Linked DNA regions of Hordeum vulgare: region 1 is linked to region 2. A link is a contact called in public Hi-C data. All regions are on one chromosome and are shown on one strand. The core of a region is the stretch at or near the end of the contact, and the rest is flanking DNA. Distances in the headings are between cores, read along the strand shown.

Evidence for each region. A called contact is a pair of places that touch in the nucleus more often than the background predicts.
Region 1: a Hi-C map of seedling shows a contact between it and region 2, with 4 times the contacts expected there. The contact joins the enhancer-like site here to the promoter of LOC123430204 in region 2. A contact is called at or near these places in 1 of 6 Hi-C or Micro-C datasets (seedling) and 1 of 1 datasets of contacts at active chromatin or transcription factors (embryo).

What each region holds. Positions count from the first base shown.
Region 1 is chr2H:432,010,145-432,015,412 of MorexV3_pseudomolecules_assembly, forward strand. No RefSeq gene overlaps it. Among protein-coding and RNA genes, the nearest start is that of LOC123426533, 9.3 kb to the right of the region's middle. Within about 2 kb of position 3,232, at least 1 of the 3 cell types and tissues checked has open chromatin away from gene starts, as enhancers often do. A contact at or near this core is called in seedling, where this site is marked.
Region 2 is chr2H:431,591,627-431,597,118 of MorexV3_pseudomolecules_assembly, forward strand. LOC123430204 (protein indeterminate-domain 16) reads right to left here and starts at 2,145. Exons shown (of 1, transcript XM_045114092.1): 1 at 1,209-2,145. The coding sequence starts at 1,941. The coding sequence ends at 1,396.

The sequences.
Region 1 (5,268 bases), core at 1,982-4,481, 420 kb after region 2:
GGCAAGCTTGTGGGCTGCCTGATGGCCCACTAGCCACCCTCTTTTGCTATATGAAGGGTTTTGGTCTGGAAAAAATCAATCGGAGCTTTTTCGTGGTTTCGCTGCCGCCACGAGGCGGAACTTGATCAATCCAATCTAGAGCTCCGACAGGACGATCCTGCCGGGGAAACTTCCCTCCCGGAGGGGGAAATCGTCGCCATCGTCATCACCAACACTCCTCTCCTCGGAGGGGAGGCATCTTCATCAACATCTTCATCAGCACCATCTCCTCTCCAATCCCTAGTTCATCTCTTGTAACCAATCTTCGTCTCGCGACTCCGATTGGTACTTGTAAGGTTGCTAGTAGTGTTGATTACTCTTTGTAGTTGATGCTAGTTGGATTACTTGGTGGAAGAGTTTATGTTCAGATCCTTGATGCTATTCATTACACCTCTGATCATGATTATGATTATGTTTTGTGAGTAGTTACTTTTGTTCCTGAGGACATGGGATAAGTCATGTTAATAATAGTCATGTGAATTTGATATTCGTTCGGTATTTTGATATGTTGTATGTTGTTTTTCCTCTAGTGGTGTTATGTGAACGTCGACTACATAACACTTCACCATATTTGGGCCTAGAGGAAGGCATTGGGGAGTAGTAAGTAGATGATGGGTTGCTGGAGTGACGGAAGCTTAAACCCCAGTCTATGCGTTGCTTCGTAAGGGGCTGATTTGGATCCACTAGTTTAATGCTATGGTTAGACTTTGTCTTAATTCTTCTTCTGTAGTTGCGGATGCTTGCGAGAGAGGTTAATCATAAGTGGGATGCTTGTCCAAGTAAGGCAGTACCCAAGCGCCGGTTCACCCACATATCAAACTATCAAAGTAACGAACGCGAATCATATGAACATGATGAAACTAGCATGACAGAAATTCCCGTGTGTCCTCGGGAGCGTTTTTCCTCCTATAAGACTTTGTTCAGGCTTGTCCCTTGCTACAAAAGGGATTGGGCCACTTGTTGCACCGTTTCTACTACTTGTTACTTGTTACTTTTTGCTCGCTACGTTTCGCCTCGCTACACAATCACTTGTTACCGCTACTTTCAGTGCTTGCAGTTATTACCTTGCTGAAATCTGCTTATCATAGCCTTCTGCTCCTCGTTGCGTTCGACAGTCTTACTTATCGAAAGGACTACGATTGATCCCCTATACTTGTGGGTCATCACCCCTCATGAAGAACCAACTCGGCTTGGGCAGCTCTTTCCCACTAGATCATGGGTTCCCAGAATACCGTGACCTAGACGAAGAGGATGGTGAAGTGGACATCGATGGAGAGCCATTGTTCGAGGAAGAGCTCCCTGCCAACCCAATGCAAAGCAGAAGCGGAAGAGCAAGCGGACCAAAGCATGCATAAAGGATGAGGACAAACTCCTTTGTAAATGTTGGAGCGACATTGGTTAAGACCCCAAGATAGGCTCCGAGCAAGAGGCTTCGACACTTTGGTAAAGAGTGCATCGCGAGTTCCACGAGCGCAAGAAGTTTAAACCGTACCATATTGAGATAGAGCGTGGGTGGGTCTCGCTCGGCAAGCGTTGGAGGGTGATACAACAAGAATGCAACAAGTTTTGTTCCACCCTTGAGAGCATCGAGGCCCGTCCCGTGAGTGGCATCGGCATCAAAGACATGGTATGCCGACATGCTTGCTTATTTGATTGTCCCATAGCTCGCTCGTCCATAATGTTGCTTGTCCATTTGTAGGTCTTCAAAGCTTTGGAAGCATTCAAGGTCCAATATGAGGGCAAGTCTTTCAACCTCACTCATTGTTGGATGATCATTCATGGAGAAGAGAAGTTCAAAACGCAATACGCTACCATCAAGTCGTGTAGGGGGAAATCCAGCCATTGAGGAGCATGATGAGGGAGAGAAGTCGCGTCCGTGGGGGAAGACCAACTCCAAGAAAGAGAACAAGCGCGGGCGCTATCCCTTACCTTGCAAGCTACTTTGCAAGGTATGATCTCCAACAAGGATTCAAGAGAGGAGAAGCGTCGGCAAGACAAGGAGGAGCAAATTAGGGCCTTCATTGACATACAAAATAAGAAGCTCACGTTGGCGGCAGATAAGCAAGCGAAGATGTTAGAGACCGAGGCCACCAAAGCAGCCACCAGAGCAAGAGAAGTTCGGCTCGCTTGCATGACGAAGAGGGTAAATATCATGAAGATGGACTTGAGCACGATCTCTCCGGGGAAGCGGTCTTGGCTTGAGAAGATGTAGGCTGACATGCTCAACGTTGATGACAAGTGATCCATGGCATGACCACGGCCGAGATGGTGTGGGCGAACTATATTCTCATTTTATGGGTCGGCATGTGTGTCGGTTGCTAGCAAGTGTGTTCACCATGAAAGCTGCAGACTTTTTTGAAGGTTGGAATATGTATGCCGGCCGCTGGCATATCACCGGCATGAACTCTTGGCGTTGGCTCGCATGATCTGTGACCGCAGGTCTTTTTTACATAAAAAAGTACGCGCGGACGAAAAAATAGTCGCTCCATTGGACACATAGCTGATTCATTTGTAAAAGAAGACGGACACGCCGATCCAAACAGAAAAAAAAACAGGTCACTTTGAGTCACACGCTTCAAGTTGTCCTAGGAGTAGAATGCAAAATGAGGGCTAGCGTTTTGGCTCCTGCTCCCGGGTGAACAATAGCGCAAAAAAACATTAACTGTTTTCAAAAAAATCTAGATATTTTTATACATGATTGTATTACTATTATAAACATGCATCATAATTTTTCTGCGAAAAGGAGCGGCAGTGTTTTGTCAGCAAAAAAACAAATTTGGAATACATTTTAAAATAACATTTGATGTTTAAATTTTTGTTTGCATGGGACAATATGTTTAACCCTTTTTACCTTAAAATTTACAGATAGCATTTGAATGTGACTAAATACATAAATAAATTTTGTCTTGATTTTTTTCATTTCAAATTTATTTATTTATGGCCCCGGGAGCATATGCCACCCGAGCCAAATTGACTTTCCGATGCAAAATAAGACTTTTATGCAGTAGCTTTCACTGCCTGCGTCATGGTAAAAAAGAGAGAAATTAGCAAAGTGTAAACAAGAAAAGGATTGCACAAGATCCAACAAGTGCATCCAAGTGTTACTTGGAGTATGTGGGTTTGCTTTATGCGGGAGAAAAAGGCTGGGAGACATGGAGCATGTCAGGGAGGGCAGAGGCAGAGGCAGAGGCTGCCCACCATGTATGCATGCATGTAATGTGAACTCTACCTTGGGTCAGCCTTTTGGGGTCCTTGTGCTCTCCACTAACAACTAATACTACAGAAAAATACAACTACTGCTCCAAATCCGAAGGATAATGCTTACTATCTGATCATCAACTTCTCGAGGAATAATACATGTGGTGTGAGCTGGGGACAACAAAGACTAACTCCTTTAGGGCAATGATCTATGGATGATGGCAGTATCAACTATCTTCAAGAACCCTAGAAGAGAAGGAGAGGCTTTGGCCACCATGCCCGCATGATCGACCTCTTAAGCCAAAAAGGAGTTTGCCCACTTCCATCTTGGACTGTTTACTTCCTACCCTTTTCCTTTCACCTCTCCATTTGCTTTTGCCCCTTTCAGGGAAATCACTGCTTCAAAGGCACCGCTTTGGGAACATGCACATCAAAATTTCTGTATAGGTTCGTGTGCACGGTGATGTGTTGTCAATGTTTGAGGGGTTCAGGTTACTCGTGTCATACAAAAGGATTGGGAGTGACTGACCTTGCAGTGTCTGAGGCTTTTCGTGGATCTCTCATCCTAGCTAGAACTGTCCATGGCTAGTAGAATCTGTCAAATATGGCTTCGTCATACATCGCATTGGGCAGTCCGCTCCGGATGAACTGCAGTCGCAGGGCTATACATTATTTGATGGAACAACTTATTCAAAATGTTAACGAGAGCGCCCCTCAAATATGACCCCTCAAACGCCCACACACTGACCGGACGCGCTTTATTTTTTACTTTTCACGTATGCATTCTTCATATCCGAACCCTCATATCTATATAAATACATGCAACGCTACGTAAAACAAGAGATCAACAGCTTTCATCGAATGAGATTGCTTCACCGAACAAAAGGATCATAGTTCATTGGAGTTCATCGGCAAATTTATACTATAAACTACTTAAGCATAATTAAAATACGAACAAAACGAAGGAAATCACCATTTCCTCGCCGCCGCCTTCCCCTTCCGGTCATCCATGCTGTTGTGCCCCTCCTCCGTGTAGGCTCAGCGTGCGGTGAAGCGTCATCATCGTCATCGGAGTCGGACATGGTGGAGATGTCGCTGTCGTCCTCGTCGGAGCTCCACCGCATGTCGGACAACCTGCGGAGGAGGTAGTCCTGCTCCTTCGTGTGGTGGGTTGCTTTCGCCTTCGCCGCCGCCTCCTTTGCTGCCTCGCGCTCCGATAACTGGATGGTCAGTCGAAGCGCCTCGGCATTCTCGCGACGGAGGCAACGCGCATCCATCTCCATCGTCATCAGCAAGCTAAGAAGGACGCCCACGATGAGCGGGTCCTCGGGGTCGACCAGCACGCTCGAGGTCGAACGCCGCGCGGCCAGCGCCTCCCCCCTCTCCCTAGCCTGTTGCCGCTCGCGACGGGCTGCACGCGCCTCGGATTTCAGCGTCCTCGTGCGCCCCGTCCCCGACGCTGGCACGAGGACCTAGTGTTGGCCAGGCATAGCTTCCGGAGCATAAGGTGGTGGAGGTGAGCGACGTACATGACCTGGAGCGGACCTCCCGAAGCGGGAGCAACCGAAGCTTCGCGCCTCGTGGGATGGGCCTGCGACGTTGACGACGCTCCGTCAACATGTGACGGACCCGGAGGATGCAGATCCACCGCCGTCGGCGCTCCGTTGGCATGCGATGGGCCCGAAGGCTGCAGATCGACCATCAGCGGGGCCGCCTTGATCTTGCAGCGATCGGTGCAATGCGATGCAGAGGGCCACCTCTTCCACATCGACGTTCGATCCATCGGAGCTGCTTCCATCGATGGAAAACAAAGTAAGTAGAAATTGGAACAAAGTAAAGAGCATAAAAGCAAAGCACTGAAAGTAAACTATCGTTTTGTTTGCAATAGAGAGGTTCGACAAGGGGAAACTCACATCATGGTATACATCATATGTGCGGTAATTCTAGTTTCCTTTTACGTCATTCTACCTCTTTGATTATATGTTCAATAGACATGGTATACATCATATGTGCAGTAATTCTAGTTACCTT
Region 2 (5,492 bases), core at 895-3,394:
CTCCCTATATGTGTCAATGCCTGGGAGTTGCTTGGTCCAGGGAGAAGATGGGCTCATGGTGGATGACCTACGATGACAGCTGAGAGATTCAAGTACGCACCTAGCCAGCTAGCTAGTTCAGTGCTCTATTCTCATGTGCAAATTAAATTAGTCTTACAAGCAAGAGAAATGCCAACGATGATGATGATTTTCCTCCTTTGTAAAAAATAGAATGTCACTGGCTTACAGTCAGTCATCCGTGAAACATCGTAACGGTTGCATCACATGCCGCAAGCTGATCCATAGTCGACCAAGGTGAGGGAGCAGACCACGGGAAATGCAAAGGTTAAGATGATGATAAAATATCAAAGTCAGCACACGATCCTGACTCCAACAAGAATTCGTATGATTTTTTCGACCCAGGCAATTTGCTGGCTACCACTGCCTGCACCCCCATCTGCATTCGCACAGAAATTTACGGCACTTTTATTTCATTCAGAAACAATGGGGCTCATCCGTCGTGGTCACCGTATTTTCCGGATCGATGACGATGACTGAACGGCGTCGCCTGTGCAGGCAGGGTACAATCCCTGCAGCGGTCTGCAGCTCCCATCCTTTACCTGGCACTGTTCGGGCAGGCTACCTGGTCGCCTGCACACCTGTATCTGTATATACACATGTATATGTATACGTATATATTGGTGTCAAAAGCGCGTCAGCTTGCGTTTTGCTGACATAAACAAACATAACTCAACAAACACAACTGCAGTCAGTGTATGGCATCATTCTGCTTTTCTCCCCACTGTTCAGCCATTATGAGAAGCCATATACGCAGTGAACAATTTAAGGTGACTGAGACCAGTTTGCAACTTAGCATGCTGACTAGGATGAAATCTGGCTTCTTGCCTGATCTTCCTTGTTCATCTAGGGCAGGCAGTCCACTAGCATGGCCAAAAGGAGCTGAAATCATCCAAACTTGATGGCCAATATTAATTTTTTGTCAGACGTACTGCTGTCACCGCACTAGCTCAACAGTACAGAGGGATCCGTCCAGCCTCTGTCTAGCAAAGAGAGAAATATACTCTTTAATTTACTACAATTAGTTTGGTTTCTGAACTGATCAGTTGTTTACTCCCTTGTTTCTTTAAGGCAGGCTGCTGCAATTAAGCATGCGCCCTCATTCCATAATATTAAAGAACTAATTAAGCATGCATGTACACCCGATGGAGTAAAGAGGAATAACCGTTTCCTTGATGCATGCATCAACCAGGTGATTATCGTCTCATACAGAACGTGACTGGCACTCACAACACAGGAGCTACGAGAGAGAGAGAGAGAGAGAGAGTTACAGCTAGCAATGGCGACCAGCAAGCATCGATCTCCGACCATGTCGGTGCAGTTGGCCGACCAACCTAGTCAAGGATGGAAGCGCTGCATGCAGGCGTGGCAGGTGATCTCGAGCGCGGCGGCGGAGGCGGCGGAGCCGAGCCGCCTGGCGGCGATCTGCTTCATCCGCTCCACCCGCTCCACCTCCTCGCGGGCGCGCTCCCAGATCATCCTCGCGCGCGCGAACTCCCTCTCGGCGAGCTCCAGCTCCCGCTTCGCCAGCTCCCGGACGCGCTCCGCGTAGGCGCGCTCCGCCGACGCCATCCGCGCCTGCTCCGCCGTCTGCTGCTTCACGGCGCGGACGTCCACCGTCACCTGCTGCTGCTGCTGCTGCAGCTGCCTCGCAGCGCTGGCGGCCACGGTCGCCGCCACCCTCCTGCTCTCGTTAGCCGGTGGAGTCGGCGGCGCCGGCCGTGGCAGCTGCAGCAGCTGCTGCTGCCTCGGCCCAATGCTCATGGACAGGTCCAGGTCCAGCTGCTGGTGGTCGCTGCCGGCGCTAACCGGCGCATCCCGGATCACTCGAGCAGCGGCTGCGGGGAGCAGCAGCTGGAGCCCCCTCTCCCCTTGCTCATCCATGGAAGATCGAGACCAAGCAGTCAGGTAGGTATATCTCTTGCTTGCTCGCGTTGCGCTCTGGCTTGTTAGCCTAGCTTAGTTAGGAGGCGTTATGCGTTACGCTGCGTATAGGATTACTATATATGGGTGTTTATACATCTTCCGATCGAGCGAGCGAGCGGGCGAAAGCAAGGAGCATCTAGCTAGCGTGCGCTTTTACCGGAACGCCCCTGGCGTCATCTGCAGCACTAGGCAGTGTGCCTTTGTACAGTCTGCGCATGGGGGGGACATATGTGTGTCCGTGCCACGAGGACGTACCCCTCCTTGGTTTCAGGCCGCAGCAGCTGCTGGTTTGTGCGGACCACAAGGAAATGCACCACATCTCTCGTCGATGCAGCCCTGTCTCTGCAAAATCTCTTGTATGTATCTCGTGGACGTAATTCAGTTTTTTCTTCTTCCGCTTTGCCCGTGCATGCGTACGGCGATACGAGTAGGAGTACAAGGTACTCTACTAGACGCCGCTCAAGGAAGAAAGGGAAGGGAAGGGATCGATGCCGCCGGCCAAATCTGCGATGGGGCATAGCATAGGGATAGGGAGCTCAGGACGTTCTTTCATGGCTGCTTTTGTTCCACATGCTGCATGCCTCGCGCTTTACGGGTTGGCAATGCCACAATAATTCTCGACGTGCATGCACATGTTTAGTTTTCATGGGGCGCGTCTCGGCCTGTGAGGCCTTTATGGTAGGCCTAACTCTGTCCGCTCTGTAAAAATCAAAAGAACAAAGGGATCCATCGAAAAAGAAGGGTGCAAAAACTATTCGCCTACAGGCAATCGGGCTTCTTCGTTGGACCTTCGCTTAATCCCCGCTTTTCCCTTTTGCAGTTCTGCTTACTGCCTTGCGTATTGGGATCCTTAATCAATGCATCGATCCTTATTGTCTTATTGACTCAATCCATCGTCACCTTTAAAAACATGAACTACCTACAAGACTCACAACTAGCTACAAGACAACATGACTTCCCGACTCCCATGTCGCCCCCATGGGCGGTCTGGGAAAAACCCTAGCCGCCGTCGGAGACACCTCCCCTCCGGTCCGTCCTTCCCTCGCCGTCACATGGCGGGACAGACGGTTGGCGTACCCTAAATGAGTATTGTGATCATGTGGACGAAACGGCGGCGCTCGAAACTAGAGATGGTGATGGTCTTCTCTGATGACGGTGGTATGTGACGTCTCCCTCTAACTCCAGACCGGGTTTGATCCAGCTTGGCAGGTGCTACACACGCCGACTCTTGCGGATGTGTCAAGTCATGTCTGTCGTCGGCAGGTGTCACGCATGGGGACTTAAGCGGAAGCATCAAGTCATACCTGCTGCCGATAGGTAATACGCGTAATCAACGTGTGATCGTCGAGATCAGGGATCGGGGAGAACCCCTTTTGTTATTCGGCGAGGAGCTAAAACACTCACAAATTCTCACAGCTTCCTATGAAATGATGATAAAAGTAGTTAGCCAGGTTTAGATTACCCATAGGTGTAATACCCTACTCTTACTTTATGTGCGTTTGTTGGATGTTCAAAAATGAATTACAAGCTCAAGTTGAGTGCTCCCAGCTAATTTGGGAAGTGTTCGGGTGGGTTCCTGGCTACCTCGAGCACACTTCTCTTCTTTCTATATCTAGTTCGTCTCTGAAAGTTTGATATGAAGTTCTTGGGATCTTCCCTCGATGACCATGGATCTCCCCTTATATAGAGTTGAGGGGTTCCACATTGGTCTCTCATGTAAAAATGATACAAAAAGATTATTGTTGGGAAACATGGTAGAAAACAAACAAAATTGCCATACGAATCAAGTTCTTAGGATTACTATGAAGATGCATACAAAGTTAGATCTAATTTATAAAATTTGAGTCGCAACGACAGAAAAACCGGTGTAAATTGTGCTTGAAGTCCCTTGAACCGTCAAACACACAATTCCCTTGAATGAAGAGCGAAACACGGTCTCACTACGGATTGCACCAATACGAGATCGACGGCCTGGCAGCGCTCCGCCGTCCTGAGCTAAGCGTCAGCAAAGAACTAGAGTAGGGAAAATTAGCCTTGCGGCAACTCTCTACTTTTGTGGAGAATTAGAGGGATAGAGGACGCCGACAGTTGCAAGAGAAACATGTGTCTCATAGGATGTGTGTATTGGAAAAATACATCCTACTATCATGGGATAGTTACCCCATATGTCCCGTATACTATTATGTGATAGTATATATACAAATTTAACATTCTAAATATGTTCATATACTATATCTAATATATTTCAAAGCAATAATACAAAAAATTAGATGTGAGTCCATAGTTTTTTGTATATTTTGAAAACATCTTCTTATTTGTACGTATAAAATAATATGCTTAAAATAGTACATACTATCAAAAATATCATACATATCACCCAAATATTTTTATATACTACATATTATATGTACATACTATTGGTTTGGACAAATACTACATAAAACATACAAAGCTCACGTGAGGGTAACTACCACCGATGATAGGAAACATTCGGAACATGGTTGTGTACTCTTGGGAGTAACGTACTCCCGCTCCACATAAAACACATAGATGAATCTTTTATACCTTTTTATTGTTTTTAATAGATCTCAATAATAATTCCTGGATACCTTAGAGTGATTTTCATGAAAAATGACATCCAAGATCACAAATTTTATTTTATTTGCAAGTAAGCTGGATTATTGTATGTAAAAGTTATATATTGTATAAACCAATGGTGTCAATGATATTTTTTTGTGAAACTTGTATTGAGGTATATTAGAATAATTAATAATTTATATTGAGAATGATAAAGAGGTATAATATGCTTGTTTAATAGGTATATTTGAATGTGGGAGTACACACTCCTAGTAGTATATAAAGATATTTGAATGTATGTGTATGTGTGTGTGTGTAGGAGGGAGGCATGCCTACTTGAACTCCTCTCTTGGGCGCCGAACAAGGAGGAGGAGGTGTTGATACGTCCCAAGCGTATCTATAATTTTTTCTTGTTCCATGATCTTTTGGATGACATTGTTATACGTTTTGCTACACTTCTATATCTTTTTACACATATTTGGACTAACCTACTAACTCAGTGCACCCAATGCCAGTTTCTGTCTGCTGATGTCTTTTTTGCACGGGCTTTTACTCAAATTTACACAGCCCCAAAAATCCTGAGAAAAATATATAAAAATCAGCGTAACAAAAGCTTCCAGACGCCCGAAGGAGAGCCCAGAAGGGGTAGTGAGGCACGCATCGTGTTGTTGCCATCAAGGGTAAAAATATGGGGTTTACATCATTGGTTTGAGTTTATCCCTGTACATCATGTCATCTTGCTTAAGGCGTTACTCTGTTCATCATGAACTCAATACACTAGATGCATGCCCGATAGCGGTCGATGTGTGGAGTAATAGTAGTAGATGCAGAAAGTATCGGTCTACTTGTCTCGGACGTGATGCCTATATGTATGATCATTGCCTTAGATATCGTCATGACTTTGCGCGGTTCTATCAATTGCTCGATAGTAA